2 separate regions of the Sus scrofa genome follow, and region 2 is linked to region 1. A link is a contact called in public HiChIP or PLAC-seq data. All regions are on one chromosome and are shown on one strand. The core of a region is the stretch at or near the end of the contact, and the rest is flanking DNA. Distances in the headings are between cores, read along the strand shown.

What was found. HiChIP or PLAC-seq counts read pairs in DNA pulled down with a chosen protein or histone mark.
Region 2: an H3K27ac HiChIP or PLAC-seq map of alveolar macrophages shows a contact between it and region 1. The contact joins the promoter of EIF2B2 here to the promoter of DLST in region 1. A contact is called at or near these places in 1 of 5 promoter capture datasets (liver), 1 of 47 Hi-C or Micro-C datasets (epiblast stem cells) and 1 of 2 datasets of contacts at active chromatin or transcription factors (alveolar macrophages).

Annotation. Positions count from the first base shown.
Region 1 is chr7:98,087,242-98,093,438 of Sscrofa11.1, forward strand. It overlaps DLST (dihydrolipoamide S-succinyltransferase), which reads left to right and starts at 3,920. Exons shown (of 15, transcript NM_214397.1): 1 at 3,920-4,008; 2 at 4,568-4,601. The coding sequence starts at 3,946.
Region 2 is chr7:98,202,347-98,207,657 of Sscrofa11.1, forward strand. EIF2B2 (translation initiation factor eIF-2B subunit beta) reads left to right here and starts at 1,506. Exons shown (of 8, transcript XM_021099531.1): 1 at 1,506-1,736; 2 at 1,856-1,976; 3 at 2,134-2,282; 4 at 3,192-3,355; 5 at 4,141-4,236; 6 at 4,820-4,957. The coding sequence starts at 1,574.

The DNA.
Region 1 (6,197 bases), core at 2,670-5,169:
TAGAGCCCCATCTACCATCTGGTCACTAATATTTGAAAACATATAAGTGTATATTTCAGATCACACTTATGAATATTGGGGGATCTCAGTTAAGAGGAAAGAATGCTGTGTATATTATTTAAGCTGAGCTGCCCTCTCTGGTGTTTTTCATTAATGGGACCATTTACGCTTTCTAGAAACATGTTTTTTTTCTTATATAATTTGAAAATAAGTACATATTTTCCTCAATTTAAAGAATAGGAATTTTTCTGTGGTACAGCAGTTAAGGATCTGGTATTGTCACTGCAGTGGCTGCTATGGGGCATAGTCAATCCCTGGCCTGGGAACTTCTGTGTGCTGTGGGTGTGGCAAAAAAAAAAAAAAAAAAAAAAAGAAGCAGTTAGGCCTATGGAGTTCCCACTGTGGCCGAGTGGGTTGACAATCCAGTTTGTACCTGTGGTGTTGCCAGTTTAATCCCTAGCCTGGTACAGTGGGTTAAGGATCCATCATTGTTGCAGCTATGGGATGGGTCTCAGCTCTGGCTTGGATTCCATCTCTAGCCTGGGAACTTCCATAGGTTGTGTGGGTGTGGCTGGAAAAGGATTTAAAAAAAAAAAAAGAATAGACAAAAACGTGTGCAGTTTAGGACACATGCATATTGAGGCTACAACGAAAGCAAGAGGATGATTAATATATAATTCAGTATAGCAGTGGTTAGCCAGAAGGGCCACATAGGGCTTTGCCATTTCTTTTTTTGTTGTTATTGTTTTCTTTTTTGTTTTGTTTTATTTTTGTCCACAGCATGGCCTGTGGAAGTTCCCAGGCTAGGGATCAAACCCTTGCCACAGCAGTAATCAGAGCCACAGCAGTTTCTTAACCTGCTGCACCACCAGGGAACTGCAGCCTTTACCATTTCTTAAGCTGTGTGGCGAGAGTGGCTATTCCTTTTATTACTTTTCTTTAGATCATACACATATATTTATATACCCTTTTGATTACATATTGCACAATAAAATTTTTAAAAATTTTGTTTTGAACCCTGCCACAAACAGAAATTTATGAACTTGTATTCATAAACTCTTGTCCTGATAGAGAATGCTGTGTCCTGGGAGGCTCTAAGTACAGAAAAAAATGTAAGCTTATCAGGCTGGACCTTGGGCTCCACAGAAGCTCCCATGTCCGTCTCAAGGAAATTAGTTTCAACCTTTATCCCGTGAGAGAAACTTCAAATGCTACTCGTGTGTGTGTGTGTGTGTGTGTGTGTGTGTGTGTGTGTGTGTGTGGTATCTATGTAACATCTAATTAACTTGGGTAATCACCAAGCATCTCAGGAGAAATGCTTTGCCACACTATTCGGGCCTGAGCTTCTCAGTTCTCAATAAGAATCTCAAATGTTAATTACATAAAACTGAAAAAAATAAGTAGCTATCTAAGATATATTAACAGCAACCCCTGCAAAGGATTGCCACAACTCCTGATGATTGTTTTTGGACCCTTTAGCTGTATCCAGCCATGTTGTCAGCATGGCAGCATTTAGTCATTCCACTTGTATTTACTGAGCACCCACGGAGTACTCGCCACTGTGAGTGACCTGGGCAGGGGGGAATTCAGGACAATAGAGACGTCTCCTTCTGCTGCTCTGCCCAGTAGAGGAGACAGACAGGCAAAAATGACATTACAATGCAAAGGAGAGATACAGACACAATACTTTGGAAAAACAAAAGGTATCTGTTAACTCTGCTAGAGGGGCTTAGGAAGGGATTCAAAAGCTTTAAAAAGGATGGTGAGGAATCCCTAGGCAAATAGGAGTTGGGAGCAGCCCTGGCCAAGAGGTGAAGGAGTGAAATAGCACTAAAGCTCAGCACCTGTGAGAATGGGGGTGGGGAGGTAGGGAGAGGATCACCATAAAGCAGAGGGCAGATTATCCAGTGCCTGGTCAAGCTGAGGAGATTAGACTTTATCCTACTGATAGGGAGAAGCAATGGAAGCATTTTAAGCAGGGGAGTGACAGGATCAGATTTGCACTTCAAAAGCATCTTTGACACAGGTGTGGAGGATGAGTTAAAGAAAGTGAGTAGAAGCTCAGGTTAGTTGGGAAGCTTTCAAAATAATCCAGCCGAAGGATGCTAAAGACTTGATCAGGGGCAGCTGCAAGGCAAGGATGTTTTCTCTATTTTAAGCTAGGGCTTCTGCCCATCCCTCCAGAATTTCAGTGGAAGTGCTTTCAGAGTTTAGACGAGTGAAAGCACCATAAAATTCCCAAGGCCAGGCAAAATGACTCAGCTAACAAAACCACCATGAGTAGGCACCAAGTGGCTCATTCATTCGTTCATTCTTAATTAAATCAGAAGCTTATAGAACACGCTTTCTATTAGGAAGGTGAACTATAAAAGTGAATACTCAGGAGTTCCTACTGTGGCTTAGTGGTAACAAACCCGACTAGCATCCATGAGGTTGCAGGTTTGATCCCTGGCCCCGCTCATGGGATTGAGGATCTGGCATTGCTGTGAGCTGTGGTGTAGGCTGGCAGCTACAGCTCTGATTCAACCCCTAGTCTGGGAACCTCCATATGCCAGAACCTTCATGTGCTGCAGGTGCAGCCCTAAAAAGACAAAAAAAAAAAAAAAAAAAAAAAGAGTAGAGGGGGGTGCTATGTGTTTTCTTGGTTGTTCAACGCTGGGAGGCCCCAATTCAGCCCACAGATATTGATTGCACACCTAAACGATGTCAATCTCTGTTCCAAGTGTTGGGGATACATTATAGTTCAAAAACAAACTCATAGAGAAAGAAATCTGATTTGTGGTTACCAGTGATGGGGGAGGAGGGAGAATTGGATGAAGATATAAACTTATAAGATAAATAAGTACTAGGGATGTAATGTATTGCATGATAAACTCACCCTGCTGTATGCTATATATGAAAGTTTTTAAGAGGGTAAATCCTAAGAGTTCTCATCACATACAAATTTTTTTTGTTTTAAATTTCTTTAATTTTGTACTTACATGAAAGGATGGATGTTCACTAAACTTTTTGCGATAATCGCTTCACACACATACAGCAAATCATTACGCTGTATATCTTATACAATGCTACATGTCAATTATGTTTCAACAAAAATGTAATTTTTAAAAATTACTAGGAATACAGCAGTGAAAAAGACAGACACATTCTCTAATCTAATGGAATTTATTTTCTAGAGGTCGAGAGACAAATGAATGGCTTTCAAAATGCACAGGATGTATGGGGTACAGTTGGCTTGGCTGTAGAGAGTTTGAATAGGGGCTAGGGAAGATCAGGAGATGTGGATGCAGAAGTAGGGCTACTTGGTGAAGGTCTTCAGCTGGGTTAAAGGGTAATGGGTTAAAGGGTTCCTTGGGGTTGTTTCTTTGTTCCGAGGTTAGAAAGGGAAGTGATCACTGCTTTTTACTACTATTATTTTTTTAATAGTTGAGGAATTTGAGGCATAGGGAGGCAATGTCTCTTGTCTAAGGACACACAAGTGTAAGATCAGGCAGGCTTGTTTGTCAAAGTCCGAGTTAGAAGCCCTTGACGCCTTCCACTCTTTTCCAGCAGCGCTGCGGAAGAAGAGCAGGGTGTCCGGGGACCCAGGAGAGATGGGCGCCACGCTCAGAGACAGCTCTGCGGAAAGATCGGGGAGGGAAGGACCCCGGGGCGACCTGATCACGGGACAGTCATAGGTACCCTGCAGAGGATTTGTCCCGGCCGGAAGGCAGCGCAACTTGTTCCGGGGGAGCCTAGCCGCAGCGGGTTCACCCTGCGGGCACACCTGGGCTGAGGTTAGGGCAGCTGTGTTCTGCCCGTCGATTTTCCCCCCCGTTCGTCAGTGGTTCGTTCCGAACACCCCTCTCTGCGCTGCGGGTGCCGTGGTCCGCCCTGCTTCCGGTTGTTGCCGGGCTCTATATCCGGTGTCCGCCCGCCCTCGGCTCCGCCGCCGCCGCCGCCGCGATGCTGTCCCGGTCCCGCTGCGTGTCCCGGGCGTTCAGCCGTTCGCTTTCCGCCTTTCAGAAGGTACGGTCCGGCCGGGCTGGGGCCCCGGAGGGTGAAAAACTCTCCGGCAGGCGGACGGACGGCTCGGGGTCAGGGGCGTGGCGCGCCGGCGAGGCCGGGCACCAAGGGCATCGGGACGCGGAGGCCGCGGGCTGGGTGGCCGAGAGCCGCTGTTGCTCTCGGGTTCTTTTGCGGAGCCCAGTAGCCCCTCGCCTGCCCGAGGCAGGCAGCGCCTGGTCCCCTGCTGTACCCCACCCTCCGCGCGGGGCGGAGGAGCCGCGCCCGCTCCGACACGAGACTCAGAGTTGGGGAGGAGGCGCCACGGAATGCTCCGACGGGATCCAAGGGCCCGTTTCCTCTCTGTTAAAATCAGTGGGTATCAGCCCCGTTGGAAAGTTGAGATAGTTTGGCAGGCCCAGCGTGCTGACGGAGTGAGAGCACGCCTAGGCTGTTGCCATTAGCTTTCGGCGTCATGAGATTTCACCTGTCACCAGCACCGGGACAGCTTTGAGTCTGTATTTAAGAGAGAAAGCTGTTTCTTTCCTCTGGGTGACGTCGATAATGTCTTCTTTCTCCACAGGGGAACTGCCCTCTAGGGAGACGTTCCCTGCCTGGTAAGTTCTGCCCTTGCTGTCACCTAAAAATGCTCTCCTCCTGGGCAGAGCCGTATGTGAGGAAATGGGGTGCCTGTGTTTCTCCGCATGGTGTTCAGATAGATAGGAATGAAACAAGATGCTATTTAATAACAAACATCATTTATTCATTTAGCACATAGTTACTCAGTATCCGCAATGTGTCAGGCACTGTGCTAGGCACTCACTAGGGATTCATCAGTGAGTGGTTCTCCTTGTACTAGACCGTAGACCATACAGTCTAGTGGGAAGGACACGGTGTAAATTGTTAAACAAATGGACTATCGTGAATCTTGGTTAAATGCTGAGAAGGAAACAAATGAAGCAGGACACTAAAGCTGTGACCCACAGGATGTGACAGAGGCCAGGGTGATGAAGAGCAGGAGAGGGAAAAGGAATAGCAAGTGCAGAGTCCCTGAGGAAGTAAAGACCTTGGCAGTATTTCGTTACTGGAAAAAAAAAAAAGGTGATTTGACCAGAGCATTTTGGTTAAGGGAGAGAGTGCCATGAGGTAGAGTGCCACGAGGTATCGAGACTAGGAGAAAGAATTTTGGTTTTATCCCAATAGTTTTTTATACACATGATACAAATATTTGTTGAATGAGTTGATCGTATTATGGGCATTCTGTGTGCCAAGCATTGTTCTGAGTGCTTTCTGTACTTTTTTTCAGTTAATCATTAAAAAACAGTAAAAGAGAAATTTTCTTTATTTACGCATGTATCATTCAAGGCTAAGAGAGGTTAAGTGCTTTGACCAAGGTCACTTGGACAACTACTGGTCAAGCCAGGCCTACCTACTCTTCTGCTTGAACCCCTAACCCACCAGGTTATCATTTACTCATGCACTACATAAATTATTTATTAAAATGTCACTGCATGCCAGGCACTGTCCTAGGTGACAGGGATATAGATGGTCTCTACCCTCCAGGATCTTATGGGCTACCAGGAGAGACAACAAATACATGTTTATGCATATGGAAGGACATAATTACATTGTAACTACTATGAAAGAGAAGTGGAGTGTAATGAGAGGGTGGGATGAAGTAGCCAGCTTGGGAGGTGGAGAGTGCAGCGGTAATATCAGCAAAGGCTTCCCCCACAGGAGTGACATTTAAGCCAAGTCTTAAAGAATCCATAGGAGTTGGCTGAGAGAACGATATTCTAGGCAAAGGGGATTGCTTGTGCAAAGGTTTTCAGGCAGGAAGACTTGACTCGTCATAGAAATGGAAAGGAAGCCTGTCTGGGAGGGCTGGGCAGGAATGTGTAAAGTTTTTGGACTTTATTCTAAGAGCCATGAGGTCATAGGCACCTGGCACAATGTTAGCTCAGGACTCTCAGTAATAAACTTTTTAGTTTGGAATCCTGAAAAATGTCAGTAAAGGTTTTCTCCATTTTAGAGACTAGCAGGACAATGGGAAGAGCTTTGTATTTGGGGTTTACATTGTGGTTCAGCACTTCTCCTTGGGCTCGTCACTTAACCTCCAGAAGCCTTTCTTATGTATGAAATGGGGATCATGGCAGATGGTTGTTCCGCTTCAGGGAGCTGTGAGGCGAAAATCAAAATGAGGTCATTATGTG
Region 2 (5,311 bases), core at 256-2,755, 110 kb after region 1:
ACTTTGAGTATAATGTTAAATAGGAGCAGTGAGAGTGAACATTCTTGCCTTGTTCCTTGATCGTAGAGAGAGAAAGCAGTCTTTCTCCACAGAGTATGATGTTAGGAGTAGGATTCTACAGGCGCCCTTACCATACTAAAAAAACTTCCCTTCTATTCCTAGTTTTCTGAGGTTTGTTTTTGTTTTAAATTCTGTTGAATGTTTTCAAATGTTTCTTGTATCAATTGATATGATCATGTGATTTTACTTTTTAGAAATGTTAATAGTTTCTCAAATTGATTTTCAAATATTGAAACAGCTTTGCATTCCAGGTTTAAATTCTACTTGATAATTATACATCAATCTTTTATGTATTGATGGATCTGGTTTGCTAATAATTTGTTGCAGATCTTTGTATCTGCATTCATGACGGACATTGGTCTGTAATTTTCTTTTGTTGTACTATCTTTCTCTGATTTTTGTCTGGATATATTTTTTGGGAGGGCAATTTGTCACTGTAACAAACGTCTTAGAAATGTGTGTGTCTGTGATGATCACTGTACAACTGTAAATGTAATAAAATTCATTAATTAAAAAAAGAAATGTGTGTGCCTAAGGATTCTACTTCTAAGAATTTAAGGAAATAACTGGCGATTCTCATTATACACAGACTTTAGGTTGGGATACACCTGGATTTAAATACGAACACATTCTCTTACTAATCACTTAAATTCTGTGGGTCTGTTCCTAACCTGTAAAATGAGGATAAGAGGACCTACCTCACAGAGAGGCATTAGATGAGACAATTCACAGTGTCCAACATCTAACTAGCTTTAGAGCCACCTAGTAAATAGTGGCTCTTGGTGTTATGTTATACCCTCCAGCCTCTGTAGTCTGTCCAGACAGAAGGACATTATTTTTGTTCCCAAATTGGCTCCCACTTTGAATCTTCTTATTGGTGGGTATTCGATCTCCTCATCCCTAATTACTGCCTTGTATAAGGCGCGCTTGACGTTTGGAATGCACAGGCAATAGATTCAGGGAGCTGAATCTATTCAAGAGACACAGGGGCGAAGGAACCAGTATCATGTCATACATACAACAGCATTATAATGGAGCGTCTGCCCGAGGGGAAGAGAGCCCTGGACGCGCCTCTGAGCGTCTGTGTCAGGAGGCTGGGAGGTCGCTGGAGCTGAGGGAGCGGAAAAGAGGGCGGCAACTTTTCCAGAGTAGCCTCGGGTCGTGGTGCTGGACGCACAGACTGGCTGTTTCCACAGCAACGGGACTAGCTACCCTCTCGGGAGGCCTCACGGGTCAGCCTTGCTCAGCGTCTAAGGAACCGGGAAAAGCCACTTCCGTTCCTTCAACCTCCCAAGAGCGCGGACGCTTGGCTGTAACCGAATAAATCAAGCTCCAAGTCTCTGATTGGCTCAGGCAGGTGAAGTGGGCGGAGGTGGCAGCGAGGGGCGTGGTCCTGCAGTCTCCCACGCCAGAGTTAGTCCCTCAAAGCGGAAGTCGACCTCTTCTGCCCCGGAAGTGCAAGTTCGGAGGTCTTGCAGGTGGGGATTCCGCCGGCAAGGCGGCTGCTTTCGAGATGCCAGGGGCTGCCGCCAAGAGCTCGGAGTTGTCCGAGAGGATCGAGAGTTTCGTGGAGGCACTGAAACGGGGCAGCGGGCGGCACAGCTCTGAGGACATGGCCCGGGAGACCCTGGGACTGCTGCGCCGGATCATCACGGACTACCGCTGGAGCAACGCAGGTGAGGCAGACCTAGCTCCATCGCCTCCCTCGCACCTTTCTGTTCCCGATCCCCCGGCGGAAGGTCTCCTTGGTCCCACCACATGCTTGCCTCGTTCACCCTCTCTCTTTGGACTGCAGGGGAGCTGATGGAACTGATCCGCAGAGAAGGCCGGAGGATGACGGCCGCGCAGCCCTCAGAGACCACCGTGGGCAACATGGTGCGGAGAGTGCTCAGGATCATCCGGGAGGAGTATGGCAGGTCAGGCCCGCGTCCTGGGCTGGGGTTGGTCCCAGTAACGCTTTTTGCACGGGCCCCTCTCCTTGCTTGGAGCCTTTGTTGGAGCGGAGCAGCTGTTGTTACCTAAACGATCACACCTCTTCCCCACCTTCCTCTTTGGGTCTTGTTGCCTCCATAGACTCCATGGACGCAGCGACGAAAGAGATCAGCAGGAGTCCCTGCACAAACTCTTGACGTCCGGGGGCCTGAGCGAGGATTTCCGCTCTCATTATGCTGAACTCCAGTCCAACATCATTGAGGCAATTAATGAGCTGCTTGTGGAACTGGGTGAGTCCTGATCCCTACATGGACAGGACAGGTTGCAGACAAATGAGGGAACAAAAGACCCCGGAAGCTGTTCATCAGCAGAGGTGGGAGATAACCAGTCTTCTGATTCTCAGAAGTTTGCTCTCATCCTGGTTAGGAAGGGTTGGAGCTGGTGGCAGGACTGAGATAACCTTTTATACACTTCCTTACCATCTAACCCTTTATTGGCTGCAAATCCACTGTAGCAGAGACTCAATTTGGGAAGAGCTTTATTTTTATTTTAAAGAAAATGAACCCCCTAAAACCACAGTTGATAGACCCTCCTTCACTAAACGTGCTCTTGAATTTTTACACGTATACACATACATACAGGCCACCTCCATCCCCCTGTTTTCGCGACCCAGGATAACTGCAGATATTCATTACAATCAGCGTTCCCAGGGGAGGACCGAGCCGGGTCTGTTTGTGCATTGAGCTGCTGCTTCCAAATTCCTCTCCTGTTTTTCTTCTGTGGCTTTCCTTTCAGGTGGGCCATCTTTTGGAGGAGGAGTTCTTTTGGGGGGAAGCTCTATTCACTCTCAGCACTTCAGAATTTCCAATTAGGACCATTTCTTGCCTAAATACATCCTCTTCAAAGTCAGTTGCAAAGAAAGGGCTGGTGTTAGGGTGAGGCAGGAGTGAGGGGAGTAAGTGGTTGAGTAGGAGGACTGCCCGGCAAGACAAAAGGCTGAGCCCTTAGGAGGCAGAAGATCCTGAAGATCGGGGCTTTTAAGAAAGTGTGACATTTCGTATTAAGTCCATCGACCTTGTGTTCCCAGGGTCTGCTCGGTGGGAAATCTATGAAGGGCACACATCCCTGTGTTCTGTCATGTCTGTCCATGTTGTAGCAAGGCAGTCTCATATTTTCCTTGCAAAACTGGCTTCTTGCAGAAGGGACAACCGAGAACATTGCAGCCCAGGCCCTGGAACACATCCACTCCAATGAGGTGATCATGACCATTGGCTTCTCCCGAACAGTAGAGGCCTTCCTCAAAGAGGCAGCCCGAAAGAGGAAATTCCATGTCATTGTGGCAGAGTGTGCTCCTTTCTGTCAGGTATGGGGACTGCTGGAGTTGCTAAGAAAAATGTAAAATAAGGAGGGAATAAAGGAGGGGCCGGTGGGCTTTGAATCTTTGAATTGATAAGCAAGATGTAAATTGAGAAGAAAGAGTAAAACATTTAAGGGAATTTTCAAGTTGTTCATCCTGTGAACATTCTTAAACATTGGCTTAAGAAAGTTGGGTGGGAGTTCCCTGGTGGTGCAGTGGATTCAGGATCTGATGTTGTCACTGCTGTGGTTTGGATCACTGCTGTGGCGAGGGTTCAATCCCTGACCCAGGAACTTCCCCATGCTGTGGGTATAGGCAAAAAAAGAAGAAAGAAAGTTGGGTGAACTGCTAGGCCCAAGGAAAGATAAATATTGATTCTTTTATGAATCAGAATAGGGTAAATTACCTTGGGGATGACTGATTCTTGGTCTGACTTCATTCAATTTTTAGGTTAATAATAGTTCTCAAAAAAGGAAATATGTAAGGGTGCAGGACATTGTACAATAATCAGCCAGAAGCTATCTTGTCAGCTCTGCCTGATTATGCAAGCAAGTCATATTTCCAGTTTTGTGGCTGTTCTAGTGCCGTTCCAGTATAATAATAAACATTTATTAGCTTCCTCTGGGCTTCCTGCTGCTTCCTAGAGAATACCTATCAAATGAGTTAGTGATCTGTTGGAAACGGTGTGTTGGATGTGCCCAGTGTCACAGAATCTCCCAGGTCCAGTTATAGTCGAGAGTGCTTTCACTCTCACTCTTCCTCCCAGCATCAGCCCTTCTCTCCCATTGCAGGGTCATGAGATGGCGGTCAATTTGTCCAAAGCAGGTATTGAGACAACTGTCATGACTGATGCTGCCATTTTTGCTGTTATGTCAAGAGTCAATAAGGTGGGTGTATTTGGGTTATATTATGTCAAATTCATGAAGATTATACTACTTCTAAAATACTCATATCTCCCTCCTCCCATAATATCCATGAGAAGTGAAGGAAGTTTCTAGCACCTTTTGAAAATACATACTTGGGATTTTTTAATCTATTAACTGATTCTCCCCCCCTTTATCTAAATCACTGTTCCTCATTTGGAGGAGCCTCATTCGGGTTACAGCATAGAAAAGAATGAACTGGGACTCAGCCAAGTGTGTCAGCTGCTGGTAGAGGGCTGCCCACTTCTACTCAGAGAGCTTGGTATTGGTGGATGGTGAATGAGAGGCTCCCTGCTTCTCAGGAGGTGTAACAGATTTCCAGGAGAGGCAGGGCTAAGAGCAGTAGTATTGCACTTTCCTTCCTGTATTCCATTCATTCTTTCCTTGGAAACCCACGTTTATGCTAGAACTTACAGTCTGAGCCTAGAATCCCTTTCCTTTTACTGGTGCGTGACCCCCCAGGACACCAAGACTGTTGACTGAGCATTTTGGCTCTGATTAAGGCTCTGGTCCCAGAAGGGCTCACACATTTCTTTCTGTCCCAAAGGTGATCATTGGCACAAAGACCATCCTGGCCAATGGTGCTCTGAGAGCTGTGACAGGAACACATACTTTAGCACTGGCAGCAAAACACCATTCCACCCCACTCATCGTCTGTGCTCCTATGTTCAAACTTTCCCCACAGGTACGTGTGTCTGTCTCCAGCTGCTCTCTACTCTTGTCTCTAGCCAATAAAAGGAAGTTAAAGTGTAGCCTTGAACTTGGGGCCTTCAACCTTCGCACTCTGGGGCTTCTCTTTATCTGCATTTACTCGGTGGATTATAGCTAGTGGAGGATGGAAAAAAACACAGAAATCTCGATCCAGGAAAAGCCATTGATAGTTACAACTTGTCAGCTTCAGGAAGTCAAAATTGTAAGGTCAGGACAGTGTGTAGGTGGAAAAGCCCCCTTGTTTACATTGCCACCACTCCCTGTCACCCCAACCATTTCTGAAAATGCCAAGCAAGTTGAAACCGGAAACATAGAATTGGTTTTATTT